Linked DNA regions of Mus musculus: regions 1, 2, 3, 4, 5 and 6 are each linked to region 7. The links are chromatin contacts, called in public HiChIP or PLAC-seq and promoter capture Hi-C maps. All regions are on one chromosome and are shown on one strand. Each heading gives the region's core, a stretch centred on a gene start, on an enhancer-like site or on the middle of the called end of the contact. The rest is flanking DNA. Distances are from core to core; before and after follow the strand shown.

The links. Promoter capture Hi-C pulls out the DNA fragments that hold promoters and counts their contacts. HiChIP or PLAC-seq counts read pairs in DNA pulled down with a chosen protein or histone mark.
Region 1: a contact with region 7 is called in a promoter capture Hi-C map of hippocampal neurons, with 2.9 times the contacts expected there. The contact joins the promoter of Tinf2 here to the promoter of Mphosph8 in region 7. A contact is called at or near these places in 3 of 39 promoter capture datasets (the 3T3-L1 cell line, hippocampal neurons and pre-B cells).
Region 2: a FOXA1 HiChIP or PLAC-seq map of pancreatic cancer cells shows a contact between it and region 7. The contact joins the promoter of Cbln3 here to the promoter of Mphosph8 in region 7. A contact is called at or near these places in 1 of 39 promoter capture datasets (hippocampal neurons) and 2 of 115 datasets of contacts at active chromatin or transcription factors (effector CD8 T cells and pancreatic cancer cells).
Region 3: an HNF4G HiChIP or PLAC-seq map of pancreatic cancer cells shows a contact between it and region 7. The contact joins the promoter of Rabggta here to the promoter of Mphosph8 in region 7.
Region 4: a promoter capture Hi-C map of pre-B cells shows a contact between it and region 7, with 2.4 times the contacts expected there. The contact joins the promoter of 1700039M10Rik here to the promoter of Mphosph8 in region 7. A contact is called at or near these places in 4 of 39 promoter capture datasets (cranial neural crest, liver, pre-B cells and 1 more) and 1 of 9 other capture datasets (adipose tissue).
Region 5: a contact with region 7 is called in a promoter capture Hi-C map of the HPC-7 cell line. The contact joins the promoter of Nop9 here to the promoter of Mphosph8 in region 7. A contact is called at or near these places in 2 of 39 promoter capture datasets (the HPC-7 cell line and hippocampal neurons).
Region 6: a promoter capture Hi-C map of hippocampal neurons shows a contact between it and region 7, with 5 times the contacts expected there. The contact joins the promoter of Il17d here to the promoter of Mphosph8 in region 7. A contact is called at or near these places in 2 of 39 promoter capture datasets (cranial neural crest and hippocampal neurons).

Annotation. Positions count from the first base shown.
Region 1 is chr14:55,680,486-55,683,185 of GRCm38.p6, forward strand. It overlaps Tinf2 (Terf1 (TRF1)-interacting nuclear factor 2), which reads right to left and starts at 1,332. Exons shown (of 9, transcript NM_145705.3): 1 at 905-1,332; 2 at 740-826; 3 at 515-604; 4 at 310-417; 5 at 126-222. The coding sequence starts at 1,096. It also overlaps a transcript of Gmpr2 not described here.
Region 2 is chr14:55,882,848-55,885,547 of GRCm38.p6, forward strand. It overlaps Cbln3 (cerebellin 3 precursor protein), which reads right to left and starts at 1,409. Exons shown (of 3, transcript NM_019820.3): 1 at 1,065-1,409; 2 at 620-739; 3 at 1-330. The coding sequence starts at 1,340. The coding sequence ends at 133. Khnyn (KH and NYN domain containing) reads left to right here and starts at 2,095. Exons shown (of 8, transcript NM_027143.3): 1 at 2,095-2,295.
Region 3 is chr14:55,720,829-55,723,528 of GRCm38.p6, forward strand. Rabggta (Rab geranylgeranyl transferase, a subunit) reads right to left here and starts at 1,435. Exons shown (of 17, transcript NM_001360387.1): 1 at 1,373-1,435; 2 at 1,016-1,072; 3 at 767-877; 4 at 308-432; 5 at 1-135. The coding sequence starts at 1,018.
Region 4 is chr14:57,570,296-57,572,995 of GRCm38.p6, forward strand. It overlaps 1700039M10Rik (RIKEN cDNA 1700039M10 gene), which reads left to right and starts at 1,319. Exons shown (of 2, transcript NR_152103.1): 1 at 1,319-1,390; 2 at 1,614-2,073. It overlaps Eef1akmt1 (EEF1A alpha lysine methyltransferase 1), which reads right to left and starts at 1,287. Exons shown (of 5, transcript NM_026526.3): 1 at 1,248-1,287.
Region 5 is chr14:55,744,337-55,747,036 of GRCm38.p6, forward strand. Nop9 (NOP9 nucleolar protein) reads left to right here and starts at 1,357. Exons shown (of 10, transcript NM_026403.3): 1 at 1,357-1,684; 2 at 1,825-2,274. The coding sequence starts at 1,438. Dhrs1 (dehydrogenase/reductase (SDR family) member 1) reads right to left here and starts at 1,348. Exons shown (of 9, transcript NM_026819.3): 1 at 1,105-1,348; 2 at 582-752. The coding sequence starts at 731.
Region 6 is chr14:57,523,414-57,526,113 of GRCm38.p6, forward strand. It overlaps Il17d (interleukin 17D), which reads left to right and starts at 1,416. Exons shown (of 3, transcript NM_145837.3): 1 at 1,416-1,508; 2 at 1,891-2,186. The coding sequence starts at 1,494.
Region 7 is chr14:56,666,953-56,669,652 of GRCm38.p6, forward strand. It overlaps Mphosph8 (M-phase phosphoprotein 8), which reads left to right and starts at 1,296. Exons shown (of 14, transcript NM_023773.2): 1 at 1,296-1,612. The coding sequence starts at 1,400. It also overlaps the pseudogene Gm4032.

The DNA of each region.
Region 1 (2,700 bases), core at 82-2,581, 990 kb before region 7:
ATTAGAACTAGGTTAAAACTCAGGTTTGTGTTACAGGCCCATATAACTTCCATTCGGCTGACTCAGGTTTGGTAGAGCTAAACACTAACCTCCAAATTGCTAGTTATCTCCGCTGATCCTCTTACCTGGAAATGTCCACCCCATGTCCATACCATACTGGTGCAAAGCAACCGAAGAAGTGATGAACGAGCCCGGCTGACTCCAACTTAGAGCATCCTGAAGCTGTGGGCAAGGCGACAGATAGGAAGATCATAGTTCTCGGGGAAGCCACCCAGCCTTCCGCCCTTAAAGTGTTTCTTTCTCAACAACCTCTTGTGCTCTGACTGGAGGCAGTGCTTTCTCTAGCTGACACAAGTATTCAAACAACAGCTTTTCCATGGCAACTAGAAAGGATTCCCCATAGTCTTGTTCTAGTTCCTGTATGTGGGAAAGTGAAGCAGGTCAGATGAATTTTAGAAAACAAAACAAAACAAAACAGGAATCCCATAACATCCTCCAAACCAACCATTCTCACCTGCAGGCTCGAAGGCGGGTCCTCTGACAGGTGCTTCACAAGCAAGCAAAAATTTTCCCGTGCCTCCAAAAGCTTCCTGTCTTCTTTTGTCTGTTGAGGATATTGAAGACAGGAAAATTTGGGTGAGGAGGTGTCGCTAGGACCCAGGGGCAACTTGGTTGCATCAGGCCTGAGTTTGGTCTGCCCAAGATAGCACTCACAGCTTCGGGGTCCAGTGGTACTTACTGTTCTGGACTCTGCTGGGAAGTGATGCTTCAGGGCATTCAGGACCTGGTCCCAGGGTCGCGCCTGCAGGATCAGCTCCACCACCACCTGCACGGTACAGGGCTCAGAACACCTACCCTTTTCCAGCCGATCTTAGTCCCAACCAGACGTCCTTCTCTCTAGTACCTTGGCCTTTAGGCTCATACACAGGCGTTCATGGTGCCGGTAGCAAACCAAGCCGGGGGCAGCAGCGCGCAAGGACTGCAGAAACTCCACCACTTTCGGGAAGTGCTCTACGCGGCGACGGCGGACTACCAGCCAGCTGGCGGCGGCAGCAAACCGCAGAGACGCGGGACCTACCCCTGGAGGTGGGGCCATGGCCCGCGGGCGCCCTTTCCTCCTTTCGTTCAACCCAGGCTTCCCGGACGCTCCCGTAGGCGGAGCCCCGCTTCTCTCATCTGCACCGGAAGGTCGGCGGACCAGCTGGGCCCATTTCGCGGAGCCACGGGAACCCCGCAGTCTCCTCTCAGGCGGTGACTTAAGTGTATCAACCTGTCCAGATCACTAAACTTAAAATGCCGCCACTGAGGGAAACGCAGGAGTACGTCACTTCCGCCTGGGCGCGCGGCTTCCCTCCCCGGAAGAGGCCGCGGAGGGAGCTGTGACGTCACGAGGTCCCCTGCACTGTGAAAGTGACGTACGACCTAGCGTCACTCTCCATCACCCCTGCAAGCTGTAAACCTAGGTGTCTGAATCAGCGTCTGCCAAGCCCTTCCCGGGCCGCCAGCCGCTCCCAGGAAAAATTCTGCCATTCCTCTCGCGAAACAGAAGAGGGCGCTCGCTCGTTTCAAAAAACCAAACACAGGCCTGAGTGGTAACTCCGCCCTCCTGTCCTGACTCGCCGGTGCCTAAACGAATATAGTTTGAAATATCCTAGGGCTAGTCAGGGTTCTCCTGGACAGTAGGATGACAGCCGTTTTATGCTTTTCTGTGCCACATCTTTGCTGTTTCGTGTAGTTTATAATATTTAAGGGCTTCCTTTTCCAAGTTTCTTTTGAGCACTAACTTGATGGAGTCCTTTAGTGGGTTGACTCTTCTTGCTCTCCCCAAGGACAGAACCGGGCACACTGTGTACAGCTTTACTTTGTTGCTTAAATTAATTATCTGCCTTGCCCACCTTGCAGGAATTTTATGAAACCTGCCCATTATTTGAATGGTTTCCTCCATTCCCAGACTCATGGCTCACACTTTGCCTTGGTTCTCCAGATCAGTATTCAGAGCCTTTCCAGACCCAGTACCAAAGTACTACACTGGATGTTAATGTTGAAGTGGGTTTTCTTCATATTTTTTTCTGTCATTTCTGACCTTACCACTTTCATTTTTTCTTTAAAGATTTATTTATTTTATGTATGAGTACACATTACTCTCTTCAGACACACCAGAAGAGGGCATTGGATCCCCACTACAGATGGTTGTGAGCTACCATGTGGTTGCTGGAAATTGAACTCAGGACCTCTGGAAGAGCAGTCGGTGCTCTTAACCGCTGAGCCATCTCTCCAGCCCCACTTTCATTTTTTCTAAAGAATTTTCCCACAGAGTGTGCTGGTGCACACCTCTAAATCCCGGCGTGAGATGGGGTTTTTTTTTTTCCCCCTTGTTTTCAGTACTGTAAATACTTTACTCCCTTGTTGCTTGCATGGTTCTGGGTAGAAGTCCAATCTAGTTACACATTGTTTTTAAAGCTGAGAAATTAATTTCCTTTTTAAAGCTATCATGTATTAATTTAACTCTTTTGATACTTTATTTTTATTTAATGTGGACCAGTGTTTTGTCTGAATGTATGTCTGTGAACCATGTGTGTGGAGTGCCCATGGAGGGCAGGTGAAGATTTAAGTCTCCTGGGATGGAGGTTACAGAGGGGGGGGGGGCATGCACAGGTAAAGACAGAACAAGTAAGAACATGAGAAAGAGCCAGAAGATTA
Region 2 (2,700 bases), core at 159-2,658, 780 kb before region 7:
CTATGATCTCATGCAAGGAGGTGGGCCGTAGGCAGCCTGGAGGGGGCCTTTCTCTTGCTCCAAAGATACTTTGTTTCTGGGGCAGGGAAGGGCAGAAAGATGCTAGACATCTCCGTTTAAAGGCTTGGGTCCTCAGAGTGGGAAGATGAGGAAGCCTGAGAAGCTCGAATACTTCCAGCCACCCAGAAGATTCCCCCGACGCAGGCGCAGGGACACACGGTCCCCCGGGTCCAGGGGAAGCAGCACAGAGCTTGTGGCTGCCTCTCGGGTCACATCAGGGTCATTTGCAAAGGCTGAGATGACCGGCCATGTGTTCAGCATCAGACTCACCTGGGGAGGGGAGCCCAGTTAGCATCTATGTCCTAGTCCTTAGCTCAGGACACCCCGCCCCCCATCCTCCCAAGAGTTTTCTTTTGGGAACTTGAGGGTCAGTGGGCTCTCCAGTGAGCACTGAGGGGTGGCCAGTGTTGGGTTCTGTACATCTGCCATACCCTGCTAGCCTTTCCTCCCTTGCTCCTGGTCCCTGGGATACAGGTCCAACAGAAGGGCTATCCAGGGATGTGCTGCGGTCCACTATGACCCTCCCTTCCCCCCGGAGGTGGACTGGCACTTAGGTCACCTGGACAGTTTGGCGGTTGTACACCTTGACCACGTGGAATCGGAAGCTGTAGACTCCACGGACAGGGGCCACGAAGCAGCCCGAGGTCCGATCAAAGCCCTCGCCCTCATTGACCAGTACCTGTGGGGAAGCAGATTGTGTTGAGAGGGATTCTGGGTGCCGGGAGCTCAGGAGCATCACTGGGTTGGCATTTGTGCAGTGGGTGAGGAGAGAAGGGGTGGCAAACGGGTGTGACAGGAATGTGTAGAGTCAAAAACTATGAGGAAGGGCTACGGTGCTGTGTGTATGAATGAAAGAAGGCCAACCAACGGTCAGTGGCCATCTTAGAGGAAGGTGGTGCAAGAGATGCAGGTAATGGTTTCCTTGGAGTCCGAGGGATGCAAAGGGGCTTGGACAGTAGAGTCCAGGTCCTTGCATGTCTTCCGGACAGAGGCAGAGGGATTACCTGGTCGAAGTAGATGGCACCACTGGTACCGTTGCCGGTTTCTCCTGCTGGTTCATGGTGATGGCTTCGGACTGCAGCAAACGCCACTCGTCCTGGGGGTGCCTCTCCCAGGGCTGCACCCCCAGGTCCTCCTGCAGTAGGTCGGCCTGGCTCACAGACCACCAGGCACTCCCCCTCCAGTAGGACAGGCTCTGACCCTTCTTGAGCCCACCCAGCCTCCAGGGTCAGAAGCACCAGGGCCAAGGACAGCTTGGGTTTGTGCCATTCCGTCCCCATCCTTGCTAGGTGCCTCTGTAACTCACAGATTTTCCTGTCTTCTGTCCCCTTGGCTCTCCCCCCTCTGCTTCAAGGCTTCAGTACTCCTGCCCTGCTCTGCTGTCCTCTGTGAGTCTGGCACCTAGCCCGGGCACTCCCCTCCCTGTATCTTTTTGTGTCCCACAGCTCTGCCTGGCCTTACTACTGCTGTCTCTGCGGATCCCTCCTCCTTGGCAGAGCATGGAGTGACAGCAGTTGGGCCCTGGGAGGGAGAAGAGGAATGGAGAGAGGATATGAGGGCTCTAGCCACACAAGGGTGTGTACACACACACACACACACACACACACACACACGAAACAAAATTTCTTCAATTCCTTTCTCATCTTCTCCTTTTCAGTCTTTCTCCATGGGGTTTTCCTTATTGTGGCAAGGTGTGTGTCCTCATCTCCCCCCCCTTCCCCCCCTACTCCCCCAACTCTATCTACTTGGTGAAAGTGCTTGTGTCAAGGGCAGGATTCTCTTGTGACTCTGGACCAGTCACTTCTCTTGGAACCATCAACTGCAGAACTCCCAAGGACCCCAGGAACTGGAGGCGAACGTGAGAGTTGGCAGGAGGCGTTGGGGGTGGGGTGAGTGTCTGTGACCCGGTAGGCCCCGCAGGGGATGTGGAGGGCGGGTCGCTCGGCAGCAGGACAGCAGGCCGAGCCGGGGAGGAGGAGCGCAGCCCTGCCCCGAGCCCTGGCCAGTGCGGCCCTAGCGGGGGAGGAGCCGAGCTGGCTCCGCCCCGGGCCGGAAAGTGACTCCAAAGCCACAACGCGTTGTTGACGAGAGAAGTCTAGGTTGGGTGAAGGATCCGAGAAGGCCCTCCCAGATTCGGGCTCCCAGCCCCAGGCCCCTGGGGCGCGGGAGAAACGCGGGCCCCTCCTCCCCCGCCGCGGGCACCTAGAGGAGCGGGCGGAACTCGCGGCTTTGGCGGTAGGCGTCCCCCTTCCGGGCGATCGGGAGCTGAAGGCCGTGGCGGGAGGGTGGTCGGGCTGGGGGCGGCCGCCGCAGGCTGTGGGAGGGCGGGCTATGCCCCTGGGCCCCGGGTGGGATGCTTGACAGTGGACAAACGAGGAGGGGGGGCGGGGGCGGGGAGGTGGGAGTGGTTAGTGAAGGAATAAGGCGGATAGGGGAAACCCCCACCCCAGGACTACACTGTTAGAGCCTCTGGCGCGTATTCATTTCCCAAGAGGCCCTCCTCTACTCAAAAAATCCGAGACCTCTCAGCTCTGGGACTCTTTCCTCAAACCACCCACTTCTTGTGACCCTCAAAATGAGCTGGAGGCCCTCTCAACTCGTCCCTTCTCAGGGCGGTGGTCATCAGTTTTCTCTGGCCAG
Region 3 (2,700 bases), core at 185-2,684, 950 kb before region 7:
CAGTTGGGCTCAGGCAGGCGACTCAGCAGCCAGCAGCGGTGGTGCCAAGTGCCATAGGACTTAGGGTTCACACGCAGACAGCTCTCAAGGAAGCCTAGTTCTGCCTTCACAAGAGCAGCCAACTCCTCAGGGGACCTGGACCCCAAGAGAAAGGGGGGTTAGAGCCTTCCAACATCCAACCCCAACTTGTCCCTCCCTTCTTGTATCTGGTCCCCCTACTATCCTATCTCTATGCCCGGCTACCCCAATCCTCCTCCAGTTCTGCACCCAGGCGAGGGCCAGGGCAGAGACCTGAACTACTACATACTTCTGGGTTTCTAGCTGCTGGAGCACTTCTCTGCGACAGTTCCAGAGGGTGGCAAAATCAGGGTTGGCTCCCAGAATCTGGCTTGTCAGTTCTAGGACGGATTCATCCAGCTCGCCTGCCTCCCGCTGTGAAGACAGGTTATAGGGTCAGGGACCACAGCCTTTCCCCAGCTCTAGGTTAAACATTATAAACTCTGAACCAGTCAATAGTGGCACTATGCAACAGGTACTGTGCAAAACCTTACATGGCCTAACAGGTATTTTCTCACTTAATCTTTGCAATACTCGTACACAGGTTGTGCAATCATCAGCTCCATTTTACAGATGAAGGCAGTTCCAGTGACTCGAACAAGGCAATACAGCAACAACAGACAGAATCAAAATTTGGATCCCTACAGTTTGACTCTAGGGTCAAGCTTTTGGTCTTTGTATTATTGGGGACTACCTCCGAGGGCCCCACCTTCTGGAAGACAGCTTGAGTGGCTGACTGGTAGAGCTTTAGCTTCTGTTCCCGCTCTAGCCTTTTGGCCTCTGCCTGCTCTTCGGACGTCTTCACCTTCAGGCGCCCATGCTACCAGGGATATGAGGATAGGATAATATGAACGCCGGTTGCCTCGCAAGGGCAGTCTTGCAGAAGCCCGGCCGAGATAGCCACGTGGGATGAGGGCATGGGCATGCAGGGGAAAGGGGCTGAGCTCAGGGTTCTCACCATGGTTTCGGCTCAGCGTTGGCGATAGGGGAGGGGTCCGGAGGCAGCCCGTTCAATCTGCCGAAAGAGATGTCAATCACAGAACCCCGCCCACACGGCCCCGCCCCCCAGGTGTTTCCCGGAAGCTGCCAGCAGGCCCAGGATAAGGATCCCCGTGAGTTAAAAGGGGGCCGGCGGCTGGCACTGTGAGGTCAGGAGGAAGCGCTCACCACAACCACGGCCTCCGTCCCCACGGATCTTTCCGAAGCCCCACCCGTCAGGGCCGAGGCACACGCCGCGCATATAGAGAGCAGTGCCCGCCCGCCCGTCCGTCCGTCCCGTGGACCCTTGCACCCCCTCCTCCACCGGCGAACTCACCTGCTCAGGGAGGAGGTGCCAGGACGTGCAACTCCGGCCGCCACCGAGTCCCAGTGTGGCTAGAGCGGCTCCGTGCTGTGTGAGGTGCGGAGACGAGGCGCTGCGCCCCCTGCAGGCCTGGCTCTTCCCATTCGCAACTCAAACTGCAGCCTTGAAGGGACTGGTATCGGCTCAGGACACCCCAAGACCAAGTTTTCAGGACAAAGGAGCTTTATTTGCCCTAGAGGGACGAAGTATAGGAATAAGAGACAAGACAGGAGATGGAGAAGGGGAAAGAGAAGAGGGGAGGGGGGGGACGGGGGGGGCAGGTATTTCTCTCGAAGAGGGGACAAAGGACTGTCTTTGAATAGAGAGGAGACAGGCATGGCCCATAGGAGAGTGGCAGTTTATAAAGGTAAAAGGGGAAATCCTGTGTTAGGATGAGGTGAATAAGGGAACGGATCTCGGTAGCTAGCTTTAGGAACTCAATCTAACGTTTTTAGCAAGACAGAGGGAGTGGAGAGAAGGGCAAGGCCTGACAGAGCCATGTTTGCCAAACTCAGGCTGGCTAGAGTCCCTTTCCAGGCTAAGTGAAGAAGTTTCTCCAGCAACCTGCTATCAGCGAGTTCTGGCTGCCAAAAGTTCTCGGTTTCCTTCCTGTTCTCTTGATTTCATCTACATTCATGGTTACTATATGGCACCCAAACCTCTCTCCAGTCCAGACGTCCACAAGCATAATGATAGTGACAATTATATAGCAGTATATGTATTTGTTGACATGGTCAAAAGCTAGAGGCAGTGGTGCTGTTTGTAATGTTCAGCTTCTCAGGGGGTCGACACAGGAGGGTCTAGAGTTTAAGATAATAGTGAGGTTTCTAATTTTTTTAAAAATTGAGTATCACTGGGCAGTGGTGGCACACTGCCTTTGATCCCAGCACTCAGGAGGTAGAAGCAGGCAGTTCTCTGAGTTAGAGGCCAGCCTGGCTTACAGAGCGAATTCTAGAACAGCCAGGGCTACACAGAGAAACCCTGTCTAAAAAACCAGAAAGAAGAAAAATGTAGTTTCGCTTATATGTCCTAGAGATATTTCAAACTCTAAAAGCTAAAAAAGAGTCCCCCCCCCCGTCTCCCCCCTCTGAGTGCCAGCTTTATCATCATTGTTGCACTAAGTGGCAGTGTTCTCAAAGCTTTTTAGTCTCTTTAATAACCATTCAGTGCAGTTGCCACTAAGGCTGTTGCAATGTTCTTCATCCTGTGTTCTCTCTACTTTCATTCACCGTGAGCCATGGAGACAGATTTAAAGTATCCACTACCTGCCCAGCCCTTTTCTAGGTCCTCTTTTAGGTAAC
Region 4 (2,700 bases), core at 69-2,568, 900 kb after region 7:
TTCTTCATTTCTATAAAAATCTTCTAGTTCTAGTCGGGCGTGGTGGTGCACGCCTTTAATCCCAGCACTCAGGAGGCAGAGGCAGGTGGAGTTCTGAGTTCGAGGCCAGCCTGGTCTACAGAGTGAGTTCCAGGACAGCCAGGGCTACACAGAGAAACCTTGTCTGGAAAAACAAAAAAAAACAAAACCAACCCCCCCCCCAAAAAAAAAACCCAAAATCAAAACAAACTTCTATTCCCATGCATCAGATCTACGAAAGCAACAACAAAAAACTAACAATACTGTATGTCAGAGTATCTAAGTACCTTCTCCAAGATATTTAGGTCAAGAGAGTTTAAGCCAGCAGAAAGAGAATGAAACAAAGTTTCTTTCCAGAGTCGTTAGTAAACTGCAGGAAGGGTAGCTGTACTAGTAGGCGAATAGAATGACCTGTCAAGTATGCTCAACCTGCGGCTCAGAGACAGGCACCCACAGTCACTAGAAATGACATTGTTCTCAACTTGTTTGTTCCCTGAGCGTGAACTCTGTAGATGACAATGCCTGGCAGATATTCTCTAAGTAATCTTATTGATTCAAGACAGTTGTGTTGCCTTGGCTGTCCTAGAACTTGCTCTATCTATCTACCTATGAATGAATGATAGGATTTCTTTGTGTAGCCTTGGCTGTCCAGGAAAATTCTCTGTAGACCAGGCTGGCCTTGAACTCAGAGATCTGTCTGCCTGTGCATCTCGAGTGTATAAAAATCGTGTGCTTTCATTTTCATACAAGTCTCTGCCTGAGGGAAGTCCTTCACTTCCTAAATACTGTTTATTATTTAAAGAAAGATTGTTGGGTGTGGTGACACGGGAAAAATGAGGGATCAATGAGTCTGAGTTCGAGGCCAGCCTGGCTATACAGTGAGACCATCTCAAAATAATAAATCCCACCATGACCTGAGATAAAACTTGCACAGAGAAAGCAAGCCACAAACACACAACAAGGTAAGTTTGGATGAACAGCCCGGCCAGCCAAACCCCATGCTAAGGCTCAAGGCTTCCTCGTGTCCATGCATATATATCCCTTCCCCAGGCACCATTCCGACCGGACCACTAAGGACTTGTTTCCGGCTCAAGATGTCCAAGAAGAAGGACCCCGCAGAGACGAGGCCCCTACTGGGAAAGTCTCCAAGGGTCAGTATGGACCCGGTTCGGAACCCACCCAAAACATCCCTTGACCCTCCGCCGCCACACTCCGTGGCCGCCACTCACCACTGACGCATGCGCAGTCGTCACAGTGCGGGGGTGGGGTGAGGGTTGGCGGGGACCTCCGCGTTTGCGCTGGTGCAGACCAGACGGTGGGAGCCAATGAGCGTCTAGTCCCGCCCAGTCAGCTTCCGGCTTCTACAACCCAGGTTTTAATTAGGTTGCGGTAGTCTGGCTGTTTGGTACTTTGGAGTCAGTCTTAAACCTTTCAAACCAATTAGTCTTTCAGAGCTTTCAGTGTTGAATTCACAGTATATGAACACATATTTTACCAATCTATCATGGTAGCTGGCACACAGTTTTCCTTAATCAAAACTAATGCTCCCTTTGATTCGGCAATTCTTAAATCACATGTAATCTTTTCTTTCCCAGGGACAGGCAAACTTCACTATGTTCCTGCTGTTCGGTTCTCTCTTTATCGATTTCCTGATCTGGCTGAAGGGCTTTAAATCACCGCTCAGATGCTGACGCCACTCAAAAAGCAGCTTGATAATGAACTGTCACAATTTCTACATACAGTAGTGTTTCGTCTGTAGAAACCCATACTTCATTTTGATTTCGATTTCTCTAAACGAATGACTACTCTATTAAACCAAATAGATCAAATCAAGTGTAACTTATCAAAATGGCAATCAAGAAAAAAAAACTATTGAAAAGGAAGAAACCATCTACTTATAAGACTCAAAAAAACCTGTTTTAAAGCAAACTATTTTGCACCTAATTTTTTAAAGCTTCCATTCCTTTTAAGTATGTATGCCACAATGATTATCTTCGTGTATTCAATTATATGCTATTTTTAAATATTAAAGTGTCTGAAGACACAAGAAAGCTCTACCTTTTTGGTTTTTTTTCAACAAGAGTTTCTTGATGTAGTTCTGGCTGGCCTGTATACATTGTAATTAAATGTTTCTCACAGATCATAAAATTAGTATCAAAGACAAACTAGTCTTTATTGAAGTGAAAAAGTTTTTCAGTCAAATTGGATCCAAAAGATGCTTTCAAATCACATTTTTTTTTAATAATTATTTATTATATGTAAGTACACTGTAGCTGTCTTCAGACACTCCAGAAGAGGAAGCCCGATCCCATTACAGATGGTTGTGAGCCACCATGTGGTTGCTGGGATTTGAACTCAGGACCTTTGAAAGAGCAGTCGGGTGCTCTTACCCACTGAGCCATCTCACCAGCCCCCCACATTTTAATTAAGGAATTATTTCTTTTATATTTAGTAATGGTGCTGAGAGAATACCTTGGAAGATCTCTTAAGATAGAAATATGTGGTCCTGGGTCCCTAGTGGTCAGGGGAGACAGGTAATTCTCTGTGAGCTTAAGGTTTAGACTACACAAGTTTATGGAGAGCAGGACTACATACGAAGACTCTGTCTCATAAAAACAACAAACTAACAGACTAACTAACTAACTGAGTTTTTCTTTTTCTTATTTATTTTTTGTGTTGGGA
Region 5 (2,700 bases), core at 107-2,606, 920 kb before region 7:
TGCTCAAACTGCAGCAATGCCTCGCCTGACTTCAAGTCTTTTTCTTCAAGTCACTTCTTCACAATCCAGCCAGGGTGAACTATCTAAAACTTAAATCGTCTTCTAACTGGATCACCAATCTAAGCCAACTAAAGCCTAAGAGCTTTTTTGAGAGGGTCTTACTACATAGCTCAAGCTGACCTTCAACTTGAAATCTCCTGGCCCAATGTCTCCAGTGCTGGGTTATATAGGCATGCATGCCATGCCGGCTTTTTTCCTCCCCACAAGGTCTCACTCTGTAGCCGGTTTGGAACTCACTATGTAGACCTTGAAATCACAGAGAGGTTCTGGCTCCTGAGTGCTGGCATCAAAGGCATGCAAAACCCAATGCCAGGGAAGAGGAAAATTAGAGGAAGCCACCAGTACAATTTTTTTTTCTTTGCAAAACCTGAAACTCTCAAACAGAAAGATTTTTCTTCCCATTAAGCTCTCTTGGTAGAAAAAAAATCAATCCTAGATTATTATTTATGGTATTCAGTAAACATTGCGATTTGTTGGGGGGGGTATAGTAATCACAGTGATTAATTCAGGTGGTCACTTACCTCCTGGGCAGTAGCTCTAAGCGTATCCAGATGGCGGCCGGTAATGTAAACTGTGGCACCTGCTTTGCAAAGCTGTAAGGCAATGCCACGGCCAATACCCCTGGAGGCACCAGTTACCACACACACTTGGCCCTTCATAGGCGCTACCATGACTCACATCAAAGGGGATATCTGTGGAGGTAAAGAGTCGCTTTGAGGGAATCCTGTAGATTGTGTGCTGAATCCAGGTCTCTGTGAGGGCTAGACAAGTTTGGACTATTTTGAGGGGAGAGAAATTTGACAGAAGGATACCTGAGTCAAAGTCTCAGGCCAGGCTGTCCTTTTAGGAGAGTCCCAGGACTCTCCAGCGTTACACACAATACTATCACGAACCTCTGAGTGAAGCTGACTTGGTAGGGAATCTGGCAATGCAGCCTAACAGGGTATGGCCACGAAGAGTCCTGGGCTCTCTGGAGTTCTGGCTACCCGTCCAGACCCACGGAGAACCGCGAATCCCTGACCCCTGAAGTGGTCAGAGCCTTACCAGCAGCAGACGCAGCCTCTGGGTTTCTTTCTGCCCAGATCGCCAGATCTATAGTTTGAGAACTTTGATTCTTGCCACGTTGGAGTGCGTGCCTGGATGGAAGTCCGGGTGCGGATAACGATGATATGGAACCAGTCAAAGATAGCCCTGGAGTTCCAGGGTCAGACCCAGTGGGGTGGAGTCCGCAAATGGGGAAGGGCGACCTGCAGCCACGCCCATCATGCCCTCCCGCCCGCCCCGTCGCAGACTCATGACGTCCCCGTGCGTCCGGAGCGCGCCGGCGGTTGTGGGAGCTGCAACCGGGAAGCGTGAACGGCTGGTCCCAAAGCACGCATGGGGTTGGGGCCGCGTTCCGCTCACAAAGCGCGACGCCAGTTCTCGGGTGCCGGCCGGCGGGGACGCGCGGCCCGGGGTTCGGGACGTCCCCCTCCCGGCCGCGATGGTTATCCCCGGCTGCCGGCAGCCGCGCGTGCGGAGCAGGCCCCCGAGGCTCTCCCGCATCTGAGCCCGGAGGCTCTTGGATATTTCCGACGGGCGCTGTCAGCGCTAAAAGTGGCTCCCGACGCCGCCGAAGAACGAGGTAGGAGCAGCTAACGCCGTGGGTTAAGTGGAAAACCCACACGCCGAACTTTCAGGGGAGGTCTTGGCTAAGTGATGGGTAAGTCTTCTCCTCCTCTCAGCCTAACGGTTTATTTATGACCCCATTTTTTTTTTTTAAAGAGTTGATGGCGCGCAATATTTTGAAGGAAGTGGAGGCTCAGGCTCTAGCCTTGGCCACGAACAGGACTGGTAGCGAAATGCTGCAGGAGCTTTTGGGGTTCAGTCCTTTGAAACCCCTGTGTCGAGTGTGGGCCGCTCTGCGCCCCAACTTGCGCTTCGTGGCTTGTCATCGGTGTGGGGTCCACGTATTACAAAGTGCTTTGCTGCAGCTACCTCGATTGCTGAGGCGTCCTGCGGAGGCAGAGGAGGAGGAGGAGGAAGAGGAGGAGGGTGGTCCCTCGCAAACTCTGGAGGAGCTAGTCCTGGGACTAGCCGCTGAAGTGTGTGATGATTTTCTGTTCTTCTGTGGAGACACGCATGGCAGCTTCGTGGTCAGAACTCTGCTGCAGGTCTTGGGAGGTACTCTTTTGGAGTCCGAGAGAGGCAAGCCCCGTGGCTCCCAGTCGTCTGGTAAGTACTGTAAGAAAGGGAAGAGGGGTTGGTGAGCAGGAGTGGTCAGGAAGTTCCGAAGCCAGTAAACAGAAGAGTTCATCTTTGTGGTGAAACTTGACCGTAAAGAATCAGCAGACCCTTGGGGCAGAACCTGGAAGGCCAAAGTATAGTGTGCCTAGTAAGGATGGATACACTTGAATTCAAGGACCAACTATTACTAGCAGAGACACAGAGGGAGCAATGTGTTTCACATTTTTATTTCCACAACTCAGAGTAAGAATTTTTTTTTTTTTAAATACGTCTGGGCATGTGTACACACTCGAATGTGTGTGCCTTCTGGAGTGTTCTTGTGGAGGGGAGAAGACGACTTTGTGGGTGTCAGTTCTCCCCTTCCACCATGTGGGTTCTGGGTATTGAACTCAGGTTGTCAGGCTTAGTAGCAAT
Region 6 (2,700 bases), core at 166-2,665, 860 kb after region 7:
GGTTCTCTCCTCCCACCTTTATTTGGGACCCAGGCATAGAACCTGGGCCACCCCTAGAACACAACAACCCATTTACCCACCGAGACATCTCCCCAGCCTCAAGTCTGGAATAATTATTAACATGTTTGTATCTTCATAAAATGCTCAGATCTGGGAACTTTTTATTTAATCTGCACCTATTTATAGCCTTTGCTCCCCTGTTTAATCACAAATGAATCTTATGCTCTACTCAGTTTAAGTTTTCAGTAACTGGAGGCTTCCACAAACTGGTCAGACACTGGAAGGTACTTTGTTGATTAGCACAGTGAGTAGTTCCGTGGAACTCTGGTAATGACAAGCTCGCCTCGAAAATACTCCTACGCTGTACCTTTCAAATGGAAAATTAGTAGTACTTGAGTGCTGATGTCTTTATTCCCGTTTTTTTACTAGGAAGGAGACAACGTTAACAATTTATGTGCGAGTCAAAGTGTTTCATAAACCCAAATGTGTTTACTAGGAATTGTAAAATGTTTTAAGCTGTAAGGTTTGAAGGGACTTTTAAAGGTAGAGCCGCTACAAAGTATTTCAGTTTTAAAACATTGAAGGCAAGTGTTTTTCTGCATAGCAGAACTGAAACGCAGTTAACCACTGGTTTACAACTTGGTTAAAACCCAAAGCTGCAAGCCGTTTTAGGGAGTCAAAAAAATATTTTGCACACTTTCAAAAAGCGTTCAGCTAGTCTCAGCCATTTCTCTTTATTCTCAAAGCGTAAATGCTCAAAAGTAATCATATTCACTAGCTGGATGCCTGGTAAGCAAGGCATTTAAATAATGAACAAGTAAGTGAGCAAGCTCTCTTCAGATTCAATAGAGTCCTTCATTTGAGCTGATTCCCCTTAATTTATTCACAGAACTTTAGGCTCATTTTACATGTCTGCTCACACAATTAATTACCATGATTGAGTTCTCCAACACTGTAAAACTAGACCAAGAGATGCCCATTTACAGCATGTGTCAGGTGGGGGAGGGTATTTATTACTCGGCCCTTAGCTGAATAAGAGGCATGGAGTCATTTTATGAGTATTTAAGGGAAAACAGCCTCCTTCTAGCCTAACAGAACATAACTGTTTTTTAATCTCTTGTATAATTCTTCGAACTATGAAATCCCAGAAGAGGAAGTGGTCGCAAGAAGGAGAGTCCTTCTAGGTTGGAGTTCATTCATTTCCAAGTGGCCTGTCCAGCTCCTGGACCGCTTCAATGTCTAGAGAAATCCGTTTCCTCTGAGCCAAAGTCGGCCTCTCGACTGCATCCCCGAGGCCCCACTGGTCCGTGCCGAGGCGTCGAGGCCAGTCACCACCTCCTCCTCCTCCAGCCAGGCGGACCGCCAGTCCACTTCTGTAGGGGCGACACCCAGCCCGCAGGCCACACGCCCCGCGTGTGCGGCGCCCTTATTTACTTCGCAGAAGAGCCTTCAGCCCCCCTCCTAACAAGTCTGGAAAGCATCACGGCGACGCGATGTTGGGGACACTGGTGAGCGCCCTCGGGGGTACCGGCGAGGCATGGCCGAGGCCGGGCTGGGGCAGAGGGACGGGGGGAGGACGGCGGGACGGCCCGGAGAGGCGTCTCACAGGCACTCGCAGCCCGCCGCGCAGCAGCCCGGCAGGCACACGCACACGTGCACGCGCGCCCCGCACCCGCCCCCCGCGCGGGCTCCGGCTCTGGGCGGCGGCGGCGGCGGGGGCCGGGGGCGCGCGGGCCGGCGGCGGGCCGGGCCCCGGGGACCGCGCGGGCGGCGGGCGGGCGGGGACGGCGCTCGGGGGCCGGCCCGCGCGGCGCCCATGCTCGGGGAGGGCCTCACGGTGTGCGGAGCGCCGGGCGGGTCCCGCGACGCTGAGCTCGGCCTGTCCCGCAGGTCTGGATGCTCGCGGTCGGCTTCCTGCTGGCACTGGCGCCGGGCCGCGCGGCGGGCGCGCTGAGGACCGGGAGGCGCCCGGCGCGGCCGCGGGACTGCGCGGACCGGCCGGAGGAGCTCCTGGAGCAGCTGTACGGGCGGCTGGCGGCCGGCGTGCTCAGCGCCTTCCACCACACGCTGCAGCTCGGGCCGCGCGAGCAGGCGCGCAATGCCAGCTGCCCGGCCGGGGGCAGGGCCGCCGACCGCCGCTTCCGGCCACCCACCAACCTGCGCAGCGTGTCGCCCTGGGCGTACAGGTGAGCGGGCCCGAGGGGAGGGGCGGGGCCTGCAGAACAGGTGGGTGGGGCAGGGTGGAGTCCGTTGGAGGGCGGGGCCGAGGGGCGGGGCGGAGCACGTGGTGGGCGGGGTCGGGTGGGGCCTGGGCGGGGCCCGGCTGCCACTGGAGCGGTATAGGTGGACGGTGCTTGAAGGAAGGGGTCGTGAGGGGGATCGGGTGGGATCGGCTGGAGCGGGAGGGGAGTGGCAAGACGGTCGGGTGGTGCTATGGAGATGGTGTAGTGCCCGAGGGGCGGGGTCTGAGGAGCGGACGGAGGTGATGGGTGGGGCCGGGTGGAACTACTGGGATGAACCACGGGGGGCAGGCCAGGTAAGGCGGGTGTCTACTGGTCCTAGAGCTCAGGGAGGGGCTAGGAGAGGCAGATGGTATAACTAAATTGGGAGCGATTGGTTTCTACAAAGGTCTGTCACGATCTTTGAAGAAATGCTGCTTCTGTATTTGTTATGCAATAAATACCAATTCTCTGCCAGATA
Region 7 (2,700 bases), core at 46-2,545:
GTCCTCTTGCCTACCTACCAGCAGAGTTAGGCTTTTCCTCACAAGGGCACAGGGGATTTAATGGCAAACTAGGACTTAATGATAGGTGTGACTTGGGGCTCAGCCATTGAGCTGCCCCTTAGAGGCTTTTTTTTTTTTTTTTTTTTTAATAAGGTGGATAGGCTTAATGGCTGGTTGTAAGTTAGGGTTGTCTCCTTTTGTTGTGGAAATGGAGTCTAATTGGAGGTCAATCTTAGTGCACTAACGTTAACAGAAACTTTCTCAGCAACCCAAAACTTCAATGTTGGCACAAAAATGTCTTTCCTAGAGTTTGTAATAAGCCTGGTAATTCTCTTCCAATCATATCGCAGGCTCGCTTCCTAGTGACTCCTTTGTAGCATCAATATTACTCGTTTCTCTTGCATCAACCCCGCACCTGCTTCTGATATTTTCAATTCAATAAGAAGCAAGGGAACTTGGGAACAAACACATAGGTGGTTTTGGCTTGGTTTATCAGGTGTGAATGATCCAATTAATTAAGTATAGCCCAAATGGGGCCAAGCCAGGCAACCTGGGCTCTATCTTTTGAAGGAGAGAACCAACTTTTACTCAGCTACTAGGACCAAGCCTCCAACCATCACCTGCCAGACAAACGCCCTATCACTGAACTACTTTCAAAGCCCAACAAGTAAATCCCATAAATTATTACTTGATACAGTGTCTTGCTGTAAAGATTGGCCTTTCTCCTGACAGAAGAGAATACATATTGGGGGAATTCTCTCGCTATGTATGCCCTTGGAAATTAAACTCAGGTCCTCATATTTGGCGACCAGGGCCGTAATCTGCTGAACCACCTCCGGGTCCCTATTCTCTATCTATAAACGCTACTCACTAAAATGAAATATCCCTATAGGCTATATGTAATTGATTCGACCGCAGACGCCATATAAGCCAGCCAAAACCATACGAAAGGATTCCTGGGCAGCCATTCCGCACAGGCGGGTCTCGCTAACACTGGGGGTCCCTTTCCCAGAATCCTCATGGTCTCCTTCCGACAATCCAAACAACAGGTCTCCTCAGGCAGCGGGCGTCACCGGAGTTTGGGAGGTGAGGTGCTAGGACCGCCCCTCGCAGTCTCCCCAGGGGAGCCCTTCCGCTCTTCCCTGAGGCAGCGTTCTTCCTCAGAGTCCGTCGACCCGCCCATCCACTTCCCGTGAACTCCCCAGGGAGCCGGGGAGCGCGCCTTTGCGTGATTGGCCGTTCTGTGTGTCAATCCAGAGCTCGGCGCCCACAATTGGCTGGCTTGCCTCACGGTCGAGTCACGCCGCTGGAGCGGATTAGGGCGGAGCGGCAGGCGCGCGGTGCTGTCCCGCTGTGGGTCGCCGGCGGTTTTTCGCGTTGGTTTTGCACTGCGTCTGTGATGGCGGCGGCGGCTGAGGAGGGCATGAGTGCGGCCGCTCTAGTTATGTCAGTTCCCGACAGCATTGGCCGTTCTCCCGAGTCCGAAGGAGTTGGAGCAGGGGACGAAGAGAAGGACGCAGCCACCAAAGGAACGGTGGCCGTTGGGGACAGCGAGGAGGATGGGGAGGACGTTTTCGAGGTGGAGAGGATCCTGGACATGAAGTGCGAGGGAGTATGTGGGGGCTGAGCGGCCGGACAGGGAGTCTCCGGGGCGGGGACGGCGGGTTGGGAGAATCCGAGTGGGACGCCGAACAGCCTGGAACAGCTTGGGAGGACGGTGGCGGTCCGTAGGCGCAGACTGACATCCTGGAGAGGACCCTGGCCGCAGTCGGTGGAGGATGGATGCTTAGGGAAGTTCTAAGTGTTGTTTTGGCAGAAGAGACGAAGCGGTGACATGGAATGTTGAGAATCGTAGGATGCAAGGCAGCTGGTGGGAGACTTCTGTGGCCTTCAGCATTCGGGTATACGGTTAGGGCCATGGCTTTCCGTTAGGAAAGACTGGAGGATTCTCTACACCGTTGTCCCAATGTTTTCTAAAAGTAGAAAATGCTCCTTGGCTTAAATTCAGGAAATCCCATTCACACCGAGTGCCCGGGACAGTAAAGGTTTCCCAACCCAAAGTGTCCCTTTTCTGCGCGTTTTATGAGTGTAACTCAAGAGATTTAGAGTAAGCTTGAAAGGACAATCTTCGCACATCGTGCTTGAACACTTAACATCCTCCTTGCTGCGAATGTCGTCCCCGGGAGAAATTCTTAGTCTGTATTTCCAAGGCTTGGGATCCATCTGTTTGTGATACCTTTTCTCCCCTCTCTTCCCTTACCCGAGCTCTGCAGAAAAAGGTGCTTTCTCAGTTCTGTCCTTACTCTCTTACCTCTATTTAAGTCATTGTCTTTTATCTCTGTATTTGTCTTTTCTGCTCTAGATTGTGGGCTCCTTTAATCAGGGGATGTGGTTTATAATAATGCTTGAATCACGGACACTTAGTCCAGTAACAGCAAAGGCTGATTTTGTTGTTGCCGTTATCTGATACCGTGTACTGGACCCAGGGTTTCATGAATGCAAGGCAAGAGCTTTACCACAGAGATCTATCTCACGGCTGTGGGATTATTGAATGAGTAAACGAAATGGGAATTTGGAGAAAGGAGAAGATAAGGGCTGTAGATAGGAATCGTGCCTATACGATGGTTTTGTTTCTGTTGTATTTTCTGTCATTTGTTATCTGCCATATGCCAACTTTCATCTTAATTTTTAATCCATTGA